Linked DNA regions of Pan troglodytes: region 1 is linked to region 2. Evidence: chromatin contacts called from public capture Hi-C data. All regions are on one chromosome and are shown on one strand. Each heading gives the region's core, a stretch centred on a gene start, on an enhancer-like site or on the middle of the called end of the contact. The rest is flanking DNA. Distances are from core to core; before and after follow the strand shown.

The links. Capture Hi-C pulls out chosen DNA fragments and counts their contacts.
Region 1: a contact with region 2 is called in a capture Hi-C map of stem cell-derived neural stem cells, with 4 times the contacts expected there. The contact joins two enhancer-like sites. A contact is called at or near these places in 1 of 7 Hi-C or Micro-C datasets (stem cell-derived neural progenitor cells), 1 of 1 datasets of contacts at active chromatin or transcription factors (stem cell-derived excitatory neurons) and 1 of 1 other capture datasets (stem cell-derived neural stem cells).

Annotation. Positions count from the first base shown.
Region 1 is chr3:141,273,084-141,276,121 of NHGRI_mPanTro3-v2.0_pri, forward strand. The region is part of intron 2 of MAML3 (mastermind like transcriptional coactivator 3); the gene reads right to left. Among named protein-coding and RNA genes, the nearest start is that of MGST2, 150 kb to the left of the region's middle. Within about 2 kb of position 1,573, at least 18 of the 24 cell types and tissues checked have an H3K27ac peak or open chromatin away from gene starts, as enhancers often do. A contact at or near this core is called in stem cell-derived neural stem cells, where this site is marked.
Region 2 is chr3:141,197,493-141,200,547 of NHGRI_mPanTro3-v2.0_pri, forward strand. All of the region lies in intron 2 of MAML3 (mastermind like transcriptional coactivator 3), which reads right to left. LOC134809809 (a long non-coding RNA gene) reads left to right here. Exons shown (of 2, transcript XR_010156348.1): 2 at 1,281-3,055. Among named protein-coding and RNA genes, the nearest start is that of MGST2, 78 kb to the left of the region's middle. Within about 2 kb of position 1,654, at least 14 of the 24 cell types and tissues checked have an H3K27ac peak or open chromatin away from gene starts, as enhancers often do. A contact at or near this core is called in stem cell-derived neural stem cells, where this site is marked.

The sequences.
Region 1 (3,038 bases), core at 323-2,822, 76 kb after region 2:
GGCTGCTGTGTAGATATGAACAAACTGTAATGAACTGTGTGGTTCAGATAATTTTTGGTACAGCTATGATAGCTGAAAGGTGGGTAACACCCTCCCCCCACCACCAAGACTTGGTAGGCAATGCTGATAATGTAGTTTCTGGGGCACACAGTGGCTGGGAGTTTTCTGGGGACCTTCCAAATCCTACCTGCATCTGAGCTTTGTGACCCTCCCTTTGGATTCTTGCCAAAAATAGTCCAGCAACTGCTCTTCCTTCCCACACCCAGTAAAGAGCGTAGGGCTGGAGGAACCTGGGCAACGGAAGACAAAGGGAATTTTCTACAGAGAGTTTTATATGCTATTTCCATGGCTGTGCTATAGAAATGAAAGAGTATCATTAGGGTTTAGCGTCTAATGAGGCAGCATTAGATAGGCCAAGGAAAAGTCACTCTATGTAAAATATAATTATCTGGAGAAGAAAAGTGAGTGTACTTGGATTTAGACCACATGAGAGCCAAAACCTAATTTTGATGAGAAACTAAAATTCTGGCTATGCAAAAGGCAGACTAGGAAGCTAGAAAGCCCGACTTATGAATAAAAGACAAATAGGTCTGTTCTGGAACTTGGTGTCCACTTAGTATCCATAACATGGATGGTTTGTAAATTCAGGAATAAGGGAAGGTAAGATCCTGAAGTGTACTGTGCTTGCTAAAAGAAACTGTTTTCAGGAATGAATCATTTCTCTTATAACAGGTAAATATGGCCTGCTGAATAATAATAGCCCACATTCATTCAGAGCTTATTATGTGCTAGGCACTTTAAAGTGCTTTATAAATACTAGCTTATTTAATCCTTAAAACAATTTTATGAGATATGGACTATGACATTTGCATGAGAGGTAAAAGTTTCTATTTTATAAAAGAAAAGACACAAAGAAATTAAGTAATTTGCTCAAGATTACAGATAATAACTGGCAGAAAGGAATTCAAATCTGGGCTCCAAAAGCCCAGGTTCTTAATAGATCTATCTCCATAAATTATAAAATTAATACAATGATCAGTATGCAGAGGCCTAGGCAGAATAAGATATTCTGCATTCATGGTGCATTTTTTAAAGGTACTACTACTACTACTTTGTGTTTAGTATATACTTCAGATTCCAGTTCAGGTTTCCAGAATTCAACTGGGACAAAGTTAAAAGTTTTAGTTCAAAACTGAAGTTTCCTCTGAAGACGAGTTTCAGAAATCAGATCCTGGCTCCCTGCCTTGCCTACAATTCATCTTAGACCTCAGGAGATAAACACCAGCTTGAGCAGTAACACAGCAACAATACGGACGACGATGAGCATAATAAATAATACTTCTAACGCTTGAACCCTTGTGCTACCAGGAAAAAAAATAAAACACTCATTGTGTTGAATGGTAGAAATATCACATCTGTGCATATATTCACCCCAGCTCCAATATAATTCTAAGACTGCCAAGCTCTGAGACCTAGAAATGGTGAGTCAGTCAGGAGGGGAGGAAGAGAGGGGGGTGCGAAGATAAAAATAGAGATGTTGATTGCATTGTTACTAATTCAGTTTAGCTCCAACAGCCCAGCGTGGTGAGTCAACAGCAGTGACAAGACACAAAAAAGAAAGAAGCACCGTGCTCTGAGGGGCTGAGCGGAGGGGATGCAGACGGTCACATCAGTAACTTCACGCCAAAATGAAACCCGCAGCATCGAGGCTGTGGTGTGAGTTCAAAAACAAACAAGTGAAAGTGCCGAGGGATAAAATGGGCTGAAATCGATGAGCAGCAGTGCGGCCGACCCTCTGGTAAAAAGCTGCCTTTTGTAAGAATCCCCTGATTGTGGGGGATGGGGCCTGCAGATCGTGAGCTTAGAGGCCAACTTACACCATTCAAACAGAGTATTGTTTTCTCTGGGGTATAAGGCTTACTGTGATTCCAGACATGTCGCCATGGCAGCGGTGGGGGAGGGAGAGAGGAAAGGAGGAACAGATGGGGGTCACCAAGGTCCTAATTCTCATGCAAGGGCCCCCATGGCTCAGCCCTTTCTCCTTGAGAAGTCCAGTGTTGTGCTGCATCTTCTTTCAAGACACCACTGATGTCAATCCAATTCAATTTAATAGATCTCGAGTGCCTACTAAGTGTAGGTCTTTCACTTCTAATTAACATTAGCATCTGTTAAAATACCTAACCTCTGCTTGGTTCTAGAAAACTAAAAGGGAGAAAAAGACCTAGATTCCACGCTCTCAAAATTTATCTTGTCCTATTCCCAAACTGTGTGGCTATACAGGTTAAAGATACATAACCACACGGAGGGAATATAATGAATGGATGTATGTGAATGTGCTAGTCATTCCTAAATGCTAACTTTATGTTACAATTAGAAAGAATGAGAGTCCTTTTGCATTCTTAGAGTCTACTGTGATGGTCTTCCTCCTTCTAGTTTGTCGCCTGTGTACAACAAAGGCTAGGTGCTAGGCGACCCTTCTGAAACATACCTCTGCCATGATGTCACTCTGACTACCTTCAATGGTGATCCAACACCATTAGCTTGGAAATCAAGATCTGCCGTAGCTGGTTCTGATCCTATCTACCAGTCTTCCTCTTCTGTTGTTCAAATGCTTCTATGTACTTAGAAGGGTGTAATAGGTAGAATGAATGGATGGATGGATGGACGAATCATAAAACAGACAAACAAACATCAAAAAACTCACTTCCATCTCCATTTGTTGGCTCAGGGGTCACCATATCTCCCCTTCGAGAATAATTTTTTTTCCGTGGCTTTCATCCATGCAAATTCTGCCAGGGTCTAGGTTATACCTCAAAATCCATATGATCCAAATGAAACCCATGACCTCCACCTTCTGTATGTCAGTGACTGGGACCACTGTCGTCAATCTGGTTTCATAAGCCAGAAACCTAGGTTCCATCCCCATTTCCAAATATTGCCAAAGCCCTTTCACTGTCACCTCCTCCATATATATCACCTCCCTCTGTTTACATGTCCTATCCCTCCATTCAGTGATTTTTCAGATCAGAGGACTGAAG
Region 2 (3,055 bases), core at 404-2,903:
AGAGGTAGAAACTTCTAACTTTCCAAGTGCTTCCAAGTGATCATTTCCTGGCAGGATGATATCCTTATGGCATCCTTCCTGGCAAGGCTTTTAAGCTCCTTTGGGACCAAGACTATGAGTCTTCCCCGTATCCAGCACAGAGCTAGGGCCACAGCTGCAGCAAAATACAGATTTACTGAACTCAACTGACTAATTGGCTGGGATGAATTCTAGCCTAAACCAACATCAGGTATAACTGGAGAGGACAAAATGATGGCCCTATAATGGACAGCTTCTCCGAGCTCCTGAGCTGACCCTCTGCTGAATGTTAAAGAAAGGGTTAAAGTTGGCAGTCCAGTGCTAAATGTGAGAATGCCACCAGCCACAGGAAGGTCAGCCTTTCAAGGCCATTTTTTGCAGGGATAAAAGCAACAAAAATACCATTTGTCCTTATCAGTGCTTTGAACATAGTTACCATAAGTCCCTCCAATGGAAACACAACTTTGAGAGTTATGCTTTTCGTCTGCCTTTGATGTAAGTTATAGAGTCCTTTTGATCCCTTTCTTGTGATTAATTCCACCACCAAAGCAATTCTACACTGGTTAAAAGTTCATTAGTGTACAACAATAGAAGCTTGATTAAATAAATTATGGTACATCCATACCATGAATACTAGGCAGCCAATAAAAATCATGCCTCCTTAGACTATCTAATCACATAGGAAAAAGCTTACCATATATAGTTAAGAAAGGCAGAGGAGGAAAGCAGTTTCTTTTTTTTTTTTTTTTCCTTTATGTCCTCAGGTGTTAAAACTAAAAAAAAAAAAAAAAGCAGTTTCTATAAACACTAGCCGCTGGATAGTCTTGTTAGACAAGAATTATAAGGGATTTTTATTTTTATGCTTTTTCAAATTTTATATGATGAATATATATTACTTTTAGTATTATTTTTAAAAGCTTGTTAAGAATAAGGCTAAACTATTATGGAATGAAATGTAGAGTTTAAGAGGGGCCCAGGTTATGTCTGGGACCTGGACTATTTCTCCCTGAGCCCACCTTACGCTCTAGAGGGTGTAACAGACATGCTTAAGTGGCAGGTCCCCTTTTAAAACCTGTACATGGCTTCCACAACTGGGCTTGGATACAGGTTCAGCAACTAGGTCGGCTTTACATTGCTGCCACAAAGAGCTCCTAAGTCCCAGAGGAAGGGTACTGACCATCTTCCAAGAATTCTTTGGTCTACCTGGACAAGCCTGCTCTCTGTGGCACCACCCAGCTCTCTGTGGCTTTTCTCTGTCTTAGGCTTGAAGCCACAGTGCATGGCCAGAACCAGCCAGACCTTTGGAGTTCAAGAACTCGAGAGGTGGGTGAAAACTGCCATTGCCTCCACAGACTGTCTTCTCTGTGGAAAGAAGACCTGAGTCACCAGGGCTGGGAAACCTGCACCACTGAGACGAGCACAGCCTCTGCCGGCATGCAAGTGGCCGCTGTCAGGACACACGGACTGAAAGTGGTTTGTCAGCTGCTCCATTAGGTTTTTTTTTACCCATATGTTTGCTACCTTTCTTTCCTTGATTTAAAAATAGGGAGGGGGAGCAGTCTCAGCTGTCTTCAGCTGCTAGGGAGATTTTTTTTCCCCTCCTGAGCTACTGTTTCCCCCAACCCGAGCCTTTCTCTCTTATTGTACCCACCCTTTCTGATGAAGTCATCAAAGCAAAGATTGCATAACTGATGCATAGGCCTATCTTGTGTTATACTGGGAGACAGGCCAATGTTTCCGTTAATAGACAAGAGCACCACCACGCTGCCAAATGGAGCTCTCTGCTGCAACCACTACAAGACAGGAAGAAGGGAAGGGAAGCTGAGTGCTCAGGGCATGCTGTGGAGGGAAGGCGAGGGCACTTCCCGCCGTCATCTCCAGAACCGCCACAGCCTTGGGAGGGGGGCTGAGAGAGATCAGTGCTGACTGCCTGAGAAGAGGCCTTCCACAGGCTGCCTTTCTGGTGTCCCCATGTTCTTCCTTCCTTCCTTCCAGAGGCCGTGAGAGGGAGGGCCCATGTCAGCCTGCTCTGCCGGTTTCCCGACTGCTGAACCTGTCTGTGGGAAGCTGGGTTTGACCATGTGATGCTGAGGCTCTGAGAGGAGGGCTACCATTTTCCCCACCCTCGGCCCCCATTCCTATGAGTAGAAGCCTGCCCAGCTGCGGTGGTGGGGTTTGAGGAGGCTAGGACTTAGAGCAGGGAAAAACACAAGGAAGCAGAAAGAAAAACAGAAACACTTAGAAATCTGGGATTGGTACTTCTCCTTATGTAAAGATTGTGGCTGACGACCAGCTTCTTAGAGGAAGCAAGTCTAGGAGAAGGGCTCATACCTGGTCCGTGAGGGCCTATGGGGTATCAGGGCATAAGACCACCTGACCCTGGGCCTTGCATCCACAAGAACCTTGAGTTTAGATTTTTAGACATATTCTTTGAACAAGGTTTTACATATACAGTCACTGAGAAATCCTGAGAGGATTGAAAAATAGCATCTATTTTACAGCTTTAAATTGTGCCCTGAGCTCAGCGTGGTGGCTCATGCCTGTAATCCCAGCACTTTGGGAGGCTGAGGTGGGAGGATTGCTTGAGTTCAGTTCAGGACCAGCCTGGGCAACAGCAAGACCTCATCTCTACTAAAAATAAAAAAATCAGCTGGGCATGGTGGTGTGCACCTGTAGTCCCAATTACTCAGGAGGCTGAGGTGGGAGGATCGCTTGAGCCTGGGAGGTTGAGGCTGCAGTGAGCTGTGATTGTGCCACTGCACTCCAGCTTGGGTGACAGAGTGAGACCCTGTCTCAAAAAAAATTCTGCTCTGTTATTAGATCGGGCTGCTCTAAGTCCATTATCAATTAACATTCTTTATATGTCCTGTGTTTATCTTGTGCATGGTATAATTGCCCTATGCTGTATTTTTTAAAATAAAAACATTGCATTTAAAAAAAGCCCTATTGTCATTTCTTCATTTTGTAAATATACCTGAGCACTCCAAAAAATAGAAATGGCTCAGGTATTTTCTTAACCTTGAAAGACTTGGAGACA